2 separate regions of the Podarcis muralis genome follow, and region 2 is linked to region 1. Evidence: chromatin contacts called from public Hi-C data. All regions are on one chromosome and are shown on one strand. Each heading gives the region's core, a stretch centred on a gene start, on an enhancer-like site or on the middle of the called end of the contact. The rest is flanking DNA. Distances are from core to core; before and after follow the strand shown.

Region 1 (6,857 bases), core at 2,211-4,710:
TAGAATTGTGCTTCAGTCTCCTTGAAGATACAGTGGTACCTCGGGTTAAGTACTTAATTCGTTCCGGAGGTCCGTTCTTAACCTCAAACTGTTCTTAACCTGAAGCACCACTTTAGCTAATGGGGCCTCCCGCTGCTGCTGCGCCGCCGGAGCACGATTTCTGTTCTCATCCTGAAGCAAAGTTCTTAACCCGAGGTACTATTTCTGGGTTAGTGGAGTCTGTAACCTGAAGCGTATGTAACCTGTAGTGTATGTAACCCGAGGTACCACTGTAACAGAATTCTGCCCAATGCTGCCGCTGAAGTGTGTTGTGGATGTCAGCTGGGCATCCAATTCAGTTGGTTGAGTTGGGCTGCAGTGCCTTATTCATTGCAACGTGAACATGATCCTATGTTTGGCAAGCATAGCCACAGAAAGGCATGTAGAATGCCATGTGAGGAGCCCAGAATGGTTCTTGCAGCATTGGCAAGAATGGAGAGGAGACAACTGCCCCTCGCAGCACATATTGATGGCTGTCCCTGCCTGCCTACAATGAGTTAAGTCCTGTTGCCAGAATGTCAGGATGAATTTCCCCTTTCTATAGGTACTAGAACCTGCTTCTTGGAGCCGCAGCCTTGGTGCAGTGGCTCACTGGGCCAAATTGTTGTTAGGGAACACCTTTGAATGCTGCAACATACAGGGATTTGTAGTTTGCTTGAGTTAGCTGTAATCTCTATGACTAGTGCAGTGATTCTCCATTGGCACAAACTGGCTACCAATTCCATCTGAAAGGCTTGAGAGTGTTGATGTTTACACACCTCACGCTTACTTGCTGAGGCCTTTCCATAGGTTAGTGGTTTAAATAACATCTTGTCATCCTCATGCCCCTCTCAGCTGACCATACTGGAAACTCCTCCATCCTATTTATGGAACATGTAACTCATGAGTCTGCAGGAAACATTCAAAAATAGAAATGGCCATAATTCATGAGTTACAATATCCATCTGAGGCTGTATTGCTGTTTCCCTGGCAGGCATATATGTGTATTGTACTGCAAGCTATCCTGTCAAAATAGGGTTTTGTTTTGTTTGTTTGTTTTATAAAGGCAGTAGAATAGAACTTCACAAAATGCATCCTGTTCTATAGTCAAAATATTTTGGATATCAACTAGAAACTTTCAGCTTATTGAGCAACATAGTACAGCCTTATCTGTAGTCAGCAGACTTTAAACAGCTGCAGTTCCTCCACTAAATGCATGACTCAGTTGTTGGAAATGTGGAATTGAAATATTGCTAGATTAAAAAAAATGTAGTTGAAATACTGCTAAATCGAAAAAATGTAGTTATCAAGTATTTGCACAAAGCTGCAAACACTTACTGAAAAACATTTTGAATGATTCAGTATTCAAACACTTCTAACATCCTGTAAGCAAGCTTCCTCAGTAGACACCTGTTATAGAACTCTTGTGAACTTTTGGACAGTGGCAGTAGTGCATCATGGCAGATCTAATAAGAAATGTAAATTCATATAGGTCATAAAAATGGGGTTGTTTATTGCACACTGACATGAATCAAAATAGACACGTTTAACACTTCAATGGCTTTTAGTTCCATTGCATGGTGCTGATAATGCCAGCGTCATGGGTTCAATGCCTATATGGGCCAACTACTGTACATATTACTGTATTGCAGAGAGATGGACTAAACGATATTGGAATCCCTTCCAACCCTACAATTCTGTGAATCCAGGTCAGCAACAGTACATATGTATTGTGCATAGCAGTGTGAGAAAATTAGCTAAATAAAACCACAACTAAACTGATACACCCACAACATACATTCAGAAAGGAGCAAGTACAGAGGGCATGAGAGTGAGAAGGCACACTAGCCATGGGGGTAGCCATGATTTTTGTTGGGGGGGCAGGCTTTTGTTTGGGGGGAACAGAACCTCAGCTTTTTTATTGATTTTTATTGATTGGGGGGGCAGCTGCCCCTCCCTGTCGCCCCTTGGCTACACCCATGACACTGGCTCATTCTTTCCAAATGGGCTCACTTGGCAGACTAGGCCTCAGCTTTGTGCAGCTGAACAGGGAGAATCAGAGAGGCACAGGCACACACACATGGAGATAGGAAGTTCAGAAAAGATCTAAAAAGACAGTCATACCTAGATAGGAAGAGGAAGAGCAGACGTGGAGGCTACGATTGGAAGGGAAAGGGCCTCCAGAATATAGGAGAGGGAGCAAAGGTTACCATGGCAGCCTCAGTGGACAATAAAACTGGCACAGGAGAACTGAGTTATATTGAAGCTCCTCAGTTACGCAGGAAAACAGTTGAGGAAAACAGGGAAGAGGGAGTCCTGACAACAATGGCTTGTTGTCAGCTAGAAGAAGGAGCCTTGCTTCAACAACTACCATGATTTGATTTCAGATTCAGATGATGGGCCCAGAAGGGCACATAGCTGTCAACTTTCAGATTTGAAAATAAGGGATCAGCAGCCTCAAAAATAAGGGATCGGCAGCCTCACCTGTCCCAGGGACAGTCTACGGGATATCTAACAATCCGGGATAGCAGCGGGAAGCAGCGGGAAACGACGCTGGAATAAGGGAATTTCCCGCAAAGAAAGGGAAGGTTGACAGCTATGGAAGGGCACCACATTGTACCGAGGTCACATCCTGTGCATATGACTTGCCAACATCATCTCCATTTGTGTTTTCCTGAATGTCTGGGTAGCACTACTAATTATCCTGTCACTTCAAGGTACAGTTGCCAGCGGTGAGTGCAGCTTCTCACAACTGAAGCACATCAGAATGTGATCCATGGCGGATGAGAGGCTCCCTCATCTCTCTGCATTTGCACAAGCCAAAGGTCAAAAAGCCACATTCTGAGTAGTAGCAGCGCACTATGTAACACAACAGATGTGTCACACATTTTACTTCTAATAAGTTTTCTGTTTTGTAGCTCAGTAAGCTCAGTAAGCATAATTTATTTTGGAATATCCATTATTGGAATATCCTAGCTCAGTAAGCATAATTTATTTTGGAATATCCATTATTTTTATCTTTAAAAATAATAAAATAAAATAAGCCATCCAGCTTACCCCTTACAGCTTTATTTTATTGTAATTTATACAATAATTTATATAGTGCTAGCGTTGGTTGTATTTGAAGTGAACTAGCTACATAGCACAAATGACATTGAAGTTGAAAAAGAAACATACAGTACTTTAAAGCTAATTGAAGGAAGATAATTTTTGTAGTTAGTACCCCAAAAACTAATAGAACATTGGAAGGGGTGGATGTTACAGGCGCTTGCTTTTTGCTTCTCACTGCAGCAGAGTGTACATCAAAAAACGCATCGGCTGAGCTCAGGTGGCCTAAGGCCGCCCCTGAATTCACATTTACTGTCGACTACTGAAATGACTTTTTAGAGATATTATAGAACTATTGGCCAGTAGCATGGTTATATCTATTGCCGTCAGAACCAGCCTAAAAAAAGACACCCTCTCTTAATCTTAAATTGTTTATATACGCGGCCGTTAATAATATATAAACACAGTGATAAATGCCAATGAAGAGTTGGAAATGCGTTAGCCAGTGCAGTTTTTCCCTCCAGCAGTTGTACTGAAACCTTGTATACAGAAAACAGAAGCAGCGAACTCAACGTCCCTTCGATAGCTCAGCTGGTAGAGCGGAGGACTGTAGAGGCGCTGCTCCACACGGAGATCCTTAGGTCGCTGGTTCGATTCCGGCTCGAAGGAGACCTTGCTTTTTCTTTTTTTCCTTCTCTGACAGGTATAAAATCTCTTCGCAGTGTTGCTATTCATTCCTTTTCTTAATGCCGTGTTTGTTTGTTTTTTAAGGCAATTGTATTATCGTTAATTAATATATATTTTTCTCTCCCGAGAAAGGCGAATTCATGAGTACCCAGTCTTGTATACGGATTCTCGCTACTTTTAACGTGTGGGAAAAGGAAAGCGGCACAACAGGCTGACTCCGTACATATCGCAGAGGGTATTTTGCCCGTTCGTGAGTTGCCTTTGGCTACTGCCCTTAAATACGGGCCGTTTTCGTTTCGGTCGTTTTGTCCCCTCACAAGCCCTGGGAGGCGAAAGGACTCCCTCCCCCAGCATGCCTTGCGCCTTAGCCCGCCCTCGGCCCCTCCTCCGGCTCCTTTCCATATCCCGCCACCTCTCTCCCCTTACTGGCCGTTCCCCCTCCTCCCTCGCACCAGCCCCCCTGCTTGGTCGCGTGCTTTCTGGAGCAGCCAATGGCGTAGCAGTCCGCGTGCGCAGATTCAAACGGCGGCTCTGGAAAGAGGCTGGGCGCGAGATTCGGCGGCAGGGACAAAAAAAAGAAGAGAAAGGAGCCAGCGAGGGTGGAGGCGGCGGCGGCGCCTGGGGCAAAGCAGCCCTGCCGGAGGAGCTCCGAGCCGTGACAGCCGAGCGAGGCCCCAGGCGGGGGACTTGGAGCCCGGCTTCCCATCCCTTTCGCTGGGCGTAAGGCCATGTTCCCCATGCGGGGGGCGAGGCGCGGCCGGGGCTGAAAGGCAGCCGCGCCCCCCTCCCCGCCCCCTGGGGGCTGCGCGCCTTGGCCGGTGGTGACAGCCGCGCTCCCTTCTTCTCGCCTTCCTTATGGTGCGCGCCAAGGATGGCGAAGAGGCCGCGCAGGTGAGTGGCCCCCGCAGACCCTCCCGATCGCCCCCTCCCCAGCGCCCTGCCTGCTGCCCGGGACCTTTGGGGAACCTGAGCCCTGTCGATCCCCTGGAACAGGGGGCTCCTGACAGCCCTCCGGCCGTCTCCACAGATCCCCTCGCCTCAGGAGATCCTCGCTGCTGTTTCCACGTGCCCTGACCATCGGATCCTTTGGTCCATTCACTCTTGCGCCCCAGCGCCTCGACCTGAGTGCATCTTCCCAATGCCAATTAAGGTGTCTCCCCCCCCCCCCCCGACATCATTAATATTATTCACAGAGCACAAGGGGACACAGAATCTTGTGTATTCAGTGGTAATCTTTTCACTTGATTCTCGGGTATCCAGTAGTAATCTTTTCACTTGGTTCTCCACCTTGCCCCCAGCTACAGCACTATTCCAACACTCGGATTTCTTCCCCTTTGGAAATTTATACTGCCCTCTGGGCTCCACCCTATTTTCTTTGTTTTTGTGTTTTGGCATCGAGTCACATAACAATGACAAAAGAGCCTTTCATATTGGTAATTCATGTCCTCTTATCCTGGTAATTCCCTCTGTCGCTGATTTACTGTAGTGTCGATACAGTGGTTTTTTCTTTTTTTTTAATCCTTCCTCTGTATGAGAATAGTAGATTGTACAGCTGTTACTAAATGAGACATGGCACTGTGTTTTCTTCCTTGGGAAGGCAAGGTAGAAAGCTAATTATTGTTGTTGCGGGGGGGGGGGGGCTGCAACGGGAAGGAAAGCAATGTCCATGTTGACCTTAAGGACCTGACAAGAGAGAGAGTGTTGCCTGCATATAAAGACATGTACAGTGTGTTTTATTCTCGTACAAACATTTTTTTCATATTTCTACAACAAATCACTCTGAAATTTACACCCTGTGTGATCATAGAATTAACATACAGATAAAACAAGAATGTGTAATAATTTCATTCTGGTGTAGATAGTTTATGTACAGTATCAAACTAGATATCCAGGATAGAGGATAGAAGAACTACTGTACTGTGGAATTACTTATCTATCAGATTAAAGTTAACAATGGATCTTACAAATGCAGTTTGGGTAGTGTGCTAATGGCTTTGACATTCATAAAACTGCCTTTTTACTTTCATTAGAATATTAAAAATGATTGAAACTGGATTATTTTTTTAGTTTAGTTTGAATTGGCAGTCTGTTACTTTTCTCTCATGTGTTCACATGCACACACTTGTGGGCTCAATTTTAATTCTGTGTTTATTAGTTTTATTTGCAACTCTGGAAATGCTAGCCAACTATCTTATGCCCAATTATTTGGAAATAAGCCACTTTTGAAATCAGTGGGACTTATGTCCAAGTAAAAATGGACAGACTAAGTCTAATGTGAATGATTTTTTGAATGTGAACATGGCTTAAAATGGGATATTATGGCCTGGTTCAAATGTAGTGTTAAGCAGTATTTCTTGTTCTTTGTTTTGTCAAAACTTTTATTTTTTTAGCAGAAAAACAAGACAAATGAAGCATCAAGAACTGCCCAACTGCTATCCTAAACATCTGAGTCGTCTCCTAGCTTTCAATGTATATAACATAAGATTTATTACTGTATGTGCAAGGCTCAACCCTGCCATACCCCTTTACAAAGCAGAGCAGTAATGTTCTTTCTAAGGTTTGTTTTCAATGTTGAAACCATGGGGTAGCATTCAACTAAATAGTTGTGCTTTTGCAGTGAGATTTCACCCCTTTTCCTCTCCCTATGTGCACTCCACACCACCCCCAAATCTGCTCTGGAGGAACACCACCACCACCAAACATATTTGAGAGGGCACATGGGGAGGAGAAGGGGAGAACATTGTGTTGTGCAAGGAAAAAGTCTTTTGTGTTGATGGAACATTTTGTTTAGCGCCCTGTTGAATACAACCCACTGTTTAGAACTTGTTTGCAAATCATATTCTGTGTTTAACTTGGAAATACTGTGAATTCAAATAATAGCCACATTTTTAGGGACTACTTTGAATTACTCATTCTCTCAATGAAGAAAGAGAATTTAAAGTAGTGTGACTGCTTTTTACAGTAAAGAAAGAAATACTAGCTGAGCTAAGTTCCCTGAAGAATGACATCTTGAGAGAAGTCAGTTCATGTGGGCATCTCATGTACATGCTCATCATATACACATAGGAAACTAAGCATATCTCATAAGGGCCTCAGAAAAAGAA
Region 2 (6,857 bases), core at 2,824-5,323, 310 kb after region 1:
AGATGCTGGTGCAGCTGTTTAGTTGACAGTTTCTCACATGCAGTACATGGTATGCAGTTCAGGGCTGCCATTTATTTTGTATCCCTTTGAAACTGGAATCATTTTCTTAGACTTAGATGGAGCATTCCAGAAGACTAAAGCATACTTTCTTAAGAAAGCACAAATATCTGCTAGCAGCAAGTTCTTCTCTGACCCACCTGGGAAATAATGTATCACCCCACTCTCAAACCTAAACATGACAATACGTACTGTAATTCCATGTTTCCATTCTGAAAGCTGTAGAAGGGGAAAATATCAGGAGCCCTCTTTGCAAACTTCCCCTTGGCTTCTCAACAAAGCAATCTGAAATTATTATGGGTACCTGCATGGCTTTCTACTGCCACTTATTTGTGATTATCCCCCTACCCCTATCCCTGCCACCTACCCACATTTACATTTAAAGACTAGCAAATGTAATATGACATAAACTTTCAGGGATTAGACTCTAGTCATAATTCATCAGATGCAAGTGGACTTATATTCATGAACTCTTAGGCCATAATAAGACATTTTCTGCTTTTGCTGCTACAGACTAACATGGCTAACTTTTTGTACCTATCTGTACAAGAAAAGATGAAACAGTCTTCCAGGTGAGCCTTTCTGACTGGAATTGGCTCTCTAGAGTCTTAGACAGATTTTCTTCCACTACATTATTCTTCCAACTGAAGATGCCAAAGATCAAAATTGGGACTTCATACATGCAAAGTATGTGCTCTTCTACCACTGAGCAACAAATCCCCTCCTTGGCCTCTATTCATCTGCCATATCCTAACTGTGCTTCCTCAGCTCTTTAAATCTAAGAAAAACAGCTTACAGAGCCAGGCTGCATTGTCAAGAAAAGCAATATTTTAAAGTAATTTTTTTATCCTGACCTTTAAAATGTTCTGTCCAGGAGGAGGAAACATATAGGATGGTAGTCAATGACAGACCTACTTGGAGTAATTAATTTCAATTGGTCTACTCTGAGTAGAAATTCATGAAATACAACTCATAGTCACCTTGAGTTGGCACAGGAACAAATATTGGTATCAGAGTTGGAAGGGACCACAAGGATAATCTAGTCTAGCCCCCTGCAATGCAGGAATCTTTGACCAATGTGGGGCTCAAACCCATGACCCTGAGATGAGGAACGGCTAAGGGAGCTGGGCATGTTTAGCCTGGAGAAGAGGAGGTTAAGGGGTGATATGATAGCCATGTTCAAATATATAAAAGGATGTCACATAGAGGAGGGAGAAAGGTTGTTTTCTGCTGCTCCAGAGAAGCGGACACGGAGCAATGGATCCAAACTACAAGAAAGAAGATTCCACCTAAACATTCGGAAGAACTTCCTGACAGTAAGAGCTGTTCGACAGTGGAATTTGCTGCCAAGGAGTGTGGTGGAGTCTCCGTCTTTGGAGGTCTTTAAGCAGAGGCTTGACAAACATATGTCAGGAGTGTTCTGATGGTGTTTCCTGCTTGGCAGGGGGTTGGACTCGATGGCCCTTGTGGTCTCTTCCAACTCTATGATTCTATGAGATTAAGAGTCTCATGCTCTTCCGACTGAGCTATATGCTTACCACATTTGGTTTATTTGAAACAAATAGAGCATGGTCCAAAATCAAGCTACACAGCAAGTCATGTTATTGCTTATTTGAGCTGTGTGGGTGCTGCACAGGGGGAATGACATAGGGACCCACACGACAGACATTCACAATTAAAACACTGTTTAAGATGCATTGTGACTTATTGTGACATGCAAACTAGGCCAGTGTAATTAAACTCCCAAACTAATGGAAAAATCAATTTATATACCTCAAAATGCAAATGGCTGATTTGGCAACAGGGGACACAAACAGTTAACCTTCATTGCATACAGCAGCCAGCTAGTGCAGTTTGGATTTAAATATCTCCACTCCTGTCTTTCTTCATTCCTTCCCCCACTTCTTCTTTTTATAAGTAAGTTTTAAGCCTGCAGCACCTAGATCCCTGATGTGCTTTAGAATATTATTTAGTGTTTTCTAAGTATACCCAGTAATACATAAGATACCAAGAACATAATATAGGCATTGTATCTCAGAGTACATAAGCAATCCCTATTCACTTTCCATTTGACTTTGTGGTCACTAATTGAGGATGAATCAACCTAATGAGCTGGCTAGAGGTGAGGGTTTGCTACTCAAAATTACCAGTTTTGCACATGTTGCTCAGTTGCAACTATTCTGTATGCAGTACAGAGATATGTTTTCTTGAACTGCCACTTATTTTGGCAAGCCCTATTTTAAGCTAGATAGTCTGAAACGATAATGTTCATATTTTAAAGTCCTACAAATACCTATGATAATGAAACAGAAATGCAAGGCTTTTATATTCCTTTTAAAACATTTGCCTAATTTATAGGAGCACAGAATTTTCATTTGTGGTACAAACACTGGTTTCCACAATAAGCACAGTATACTGGAAGCTGCTTTGTATCAGAGATCAGAATACTTCCATCTATCCCCGTATTATCTCCCTTGACTCACAGCAGCTCTCTGGGGCCTCAGGCATTCTCATCACCTGCTACCTGATCCTTTTAACTGGAGATGCCAGTTTCTGCATGCAAAACATGTGTTCCACCATTGGTCTATGGCTCCTTTCCCAAAATGCTGCCTGAGCTTTAACAGAACACACAATCCTGAAGAACAAAGAGTCCTCATTTTTATGTCACCTTAAAAATACTTGTCTCAATAATAATAATTTTATTATTTTATTATTTATACCCTACCCATGTGACTGGGTTTCCCCATCAGCATTAGAAGACAGTAACTTGCAATTTCTAAATGACTTCCACCTAAATGCAACTATGTTTTCTACACACTATTATTCTCTGCACAACTTGTTTTTATATAGCTCCAGAAGCACCAGAATGAACTAGGTCTAGCTATGTTAGATACAAGTTTTTGATGTGTGTGTGTGTCAATGTATTCAAATATGGCAAAAACAAATCTTGATCTCAGGCTCGACAAAAAAGTCAAAATGCCTTGCTTCCCCGCCTCTGCTTTTTGTTTACAGAAGTCACCACTGAGCTGGCACAGGTAGGCAAGTTTCAAAGTGCTAGCAACGATGGCCCACAGTGTTGTTTACTAGGACGCAGTAGGAGAAAAGAACAGAGCTTCTCAAGGTTAGCCGCTGTCTAACCAGTGTCCTCACACCGGAGACAAAGAGAGAACTCAGACGGCGGAGCATTTTGACCTTTCACTTGACTCCTGAAAAAAAAACCCAGCCCCCAAAAAAACAAAAACACAAAAACAAAAAAACAGTGCCTATTTTGTAACCCAAGGAGCGGCCAGATTTAGGCCTAACCCTGGAAATCAGGCTTTTCTGCCTACTCTGTGCCCTTATTCCTCGACAACGCGATGGCGAGTTGCGATTACTCAAAGGGGGGGGGGGGCACTGCACATGCTCAGAGGCACCCTCGCCCCCATTTTTTTTTTTTTTTTACTGTTAGCGCTACAGTGCTACCTGCTCCCAGGTTGGAGTGTGCCTCGGATCAAGGCCCGCTTTTAGGAAAAGAGGAGGGAAAGCAACAGTGCTCTCAACGAACTGTTGGGACTAAGCGGCACTCGGAGCTCTGGGGCAGCGGCCCCCGCCAAGCCACTCGCTCCCACCCCCAGCCGCACCGGGCCGGGATTGGCGGTTCCCCTCAGGCGCCTGTGTGGGCATCCTCAAGTCCGGACGGCCAACTTCTCCCTCAGCCCCCTCCGAAGCCGGTTCAAAAGCCCCTCCCGTACCAAGCGCCGCGCGAAGGGCTAAAACCGCAGCAGCGGACCCCGGGACCGCAGCACGAACGGAGAGGGCGCCGCCCTCGCCGCTCAGACTCACCGCCTCGCCCTGCCGGTAATACTCCTTTCTCAGTCACCTCAGCAGCCGCCAAGTCCCGGCAGTTCATTCCCACACACGCTCATCTCTCCCCCGCCCGTCTCCTTCAACAACCAATCCTCCAGCTGCACCGGCTACAGCTCTTGGCCAATCATCGTTTGCCGTTGCGGGAGGTGAGGCTTCAGCTCCCGCCTTATCCGGGTCACAAGACGTTAGTCTACCATCGAGACGGAAAAGAAGACGGGTGACTTGGTTTACGGACACGCTGGGAAATTCTTGCTCTTCGCGTGAACAGTACTGAAGGATCGCGCGAGAGCGCCATCTGCCGATGCGGAGCGCTCGGTACAACAGCCAATGATTACTTAGCAGAGCGTAGTAAAGCTGTACAACTGTTGTTTCTTTTCTCGTCCGGACTAGGTCCCTGTCCGCTACGACGGTAGCATTTCGCAACTCGCTTTTATCGGTACTGTCGTTATCAAAAGGGCTGCAATATGCAAATTAAAAATTATTTGAGGACTGCAGTAGCCCTGTGCAATAATATGGCTTGATACGCTGTCAAGCGTTTGTTTTAAATACGTAGTTGTTTAGATTTTATATTATATATTTGTATTGCATTTTATGCCTTGTAAGCTGCCTTGTGAGCAGCCTAAACATGCCTAAGTCTAAGGTATAAGACAGCTTCCTAAGTTCCTACTACTGTACTTTGATGAGGCTTACTCCCAAGTATGTTTAGGCTTGGGTTCTTATCCTATACCAGGGGTGGCCAACTCCCAAAAGACTGCACTCTACTTACAGAGTTAAAGCTTAGATCGTAGAATTGTTGAGTTGGAAGAGAGCCAGAGGATCATCTAGTGTCTAACCCACTGCAATGCAGGAATATGCAGCTGTCCCATATGGGGATCAAACCTGCAACCTTGGCATTATCAGCACCATGATGTAACCAACTGAGCTATTCAGGTATCTACCTCCTTTTTAAAATGTATTTTATTACTATTATTTGTATTTTTAAAGATTGCAGTGTGTTTGCAGTAAGCAATAACTTTGCAATACAGTACAGTAACGAAAATTCCCAACTAAAAACTTTACAGTAAACTGAAAACAACGTATGGCTGTGTTGTCATTATACTTCCTATTTCAATACATCAAGAAAAAGCCCATTTCTCAATAAATTTATGGGGAGTTAAATACCACTGATAAAACGTCTTATAAGTACGGAAATTGATAAAATGCATGTTGATACAGAAGAATGCATCCTAGTCAAGACACCGCATAGTCTTCCTTTGATGTGGTCCAACTTTAGATGGAGTCCAACAGGGTGGCAACAGCTTTGCCACAACGCCCCCTGGTCCTGACTGATTTGTTAAAGTCTTATGGCAAAAAAACTCAAGACTTAGGAAGTCTGCCTGATTTCTATCAGTTAAGATAGCTGATAGAATGGAATGCTGTTTATGTTGTCAGTTTGAAAATAAGGAAGATGGAAAGCAGGGGAAGAGAGGGAATTGACTTGCTCTCCCCGGAATAATTTAAGGGGTGTTTCAAGACAATACCATTTTTCTTTCCCACTCTCCAGAACTGGATACCTCCCCTCTTATTTCATATAGGGACCCACGTTAGGAGCTAGGAGCCCTCTATTGCTATATGTACTGTATAGTACAGCAGGGGGAAACTTCAGAGCCTTCTCCTCCCACCCCTCAATTCTTCCTGCTCTAACCTAAGAACACTCCTGTGGAGCAGATCCCATTTGTAATTGTTTATCTATTGAAGTTTTACCCTGCCGTTACTCCAGGGAGCTAAGGGTAGCGAACAGGGTCACCCCACGCTCCATTTTTTAATGTATATTTTTGGTTTTTACGAGTGGAAAAAAAGGTTTTATTCATAAAGTACTCCAAAATTCGTTTATTTTTCAGACTCACGGCATGCTGGTGAAAGAGGAAATTAAGGCTGCTATCCAAGCCCCACATGCCCAGGAGTAAGCCCCATTCAATTCAATACGACTTACTCCTGAGTAGAACTGGCTAATAAGGCTGCCTGCATTCCCAAACTAGAGATGAAGAGCCATTCAACGCAGCGGGGCTTACTTCAGAATATACATACACGGGACTGCGCTGCAACACTTCCTTTTCAACCTGCGGTAGCAAACCCCCGTGGAAACACCCACAAATAAATCCCGCTGAACAGGAGCGGGACTCGCTTCCCATAAGCGCTCACACAATCGCCCTGTTTATCCTTTTCGCCTACAACTCCGCTCGCGCCATACTCTCGCGTGACAGCGAAAGCTCACGGCGCCGAGAATGGTCTCCCTGGGACTTGTAGTTTCTTAGGTCCACCTTAAAAAAAAAAAAAAGCCTCACCGGCTCCAACCCACAATGCCGCGGAAGTCCAGCCAGCCGCATTTCACCAATTAGAGACGCGCGTAACAAGGCGAGCCGCGACTGGCCAGGAGGTGCTTTCGGCTGCAGCCAATGGGGTCCCCCGGATCGCCGAGGTGCCGGAGACCTGTGAGCGCCCGCCTGGCTGGGTGAATGTTGTCTCCGGGGGTAGAAGGTTCCAATCCTGCTGACCTCTGGCCGGGCGCCCCGGGGTGCAAAGCGCCTTCTCCCCGCCCGGCCTCCTTTCGCACGAGGGCGGCCTCCGCGGCAGCAGATACGTGACCTGGACCGTTCCTTCTTCTGGCGGGGCGGGAGCAAGAAAGCGCCTCCCCTTTCGCATCCTATGAAAGTGAGGGCGGGGAATGGGGGACCTTCGGAGTGGGGAGTCGGTGGGGAGGAGGCGGCTGGTGAGGGTTAAGGGCTGTTGGGCCCCTGAAGGCAGGGAAAGCCAGACCAAGGAGAGTGACCCCGGGCAGGGTAACATAGAGTCCCCTGACCTCTTCCCACCCCAACCACAAGCTCTTATTTTAAATCACCAAAACATCAGGGATTTCTAATGGCTGCCTTTCTCTCACAGGATCAGCTTATGTATGTTTACTCTGAATTAAGCCC

The links. A called contact is a pair of places that touch in the nucleus more often than the background predicts.
Region 2: a contact with region 1 is called in a Hi-C map of tail, with 4 times the contacts expected there. The contact joins the promoter of MTFR1 here to the promoter of MYBL1 in region 1. A contact is called at or near these places in 2 of 3 Hi-C or Micro-C datasets (blood and tail).

What each region holds. Positions count from the first base shown.
Region 1 is chr8:34,554,887-34,561,743 of rPodMur119.hap1.1, forward strand. It overlaps MYBL1 (MYB proto-oncogene like 1), which reads left to right and starts at 3,461. Exons shown (of 16, transcript XM_077932955.1): 1 at 3,461-4,644; 2 at 6,147-6,310. The coding sequence starts at 6,249. It overlaps TRNAY-GUA (transfer RNA tyrosine (anticodon GUA)), which reads left to right and starts at 3,643; the gene lies at 3,643-3,735.
Region 2 is chr8:34,861,849-34,868,705 of rPodMur119.hap1.1, forward strand. It overlaps MTFR1 (mitochondrial fission regulator 1), which reads right to left and starts at 4,074. Exons shown (of 8, transcript XM_028736836.2): 1 at 3,880-4,074. It overlaps ARMC1 (armadillo repeat containing 1), which reads left to right and starts at 6,318. Exons shown (of 7, transcript XM_028736838.2): 1 at 6,318-6,594.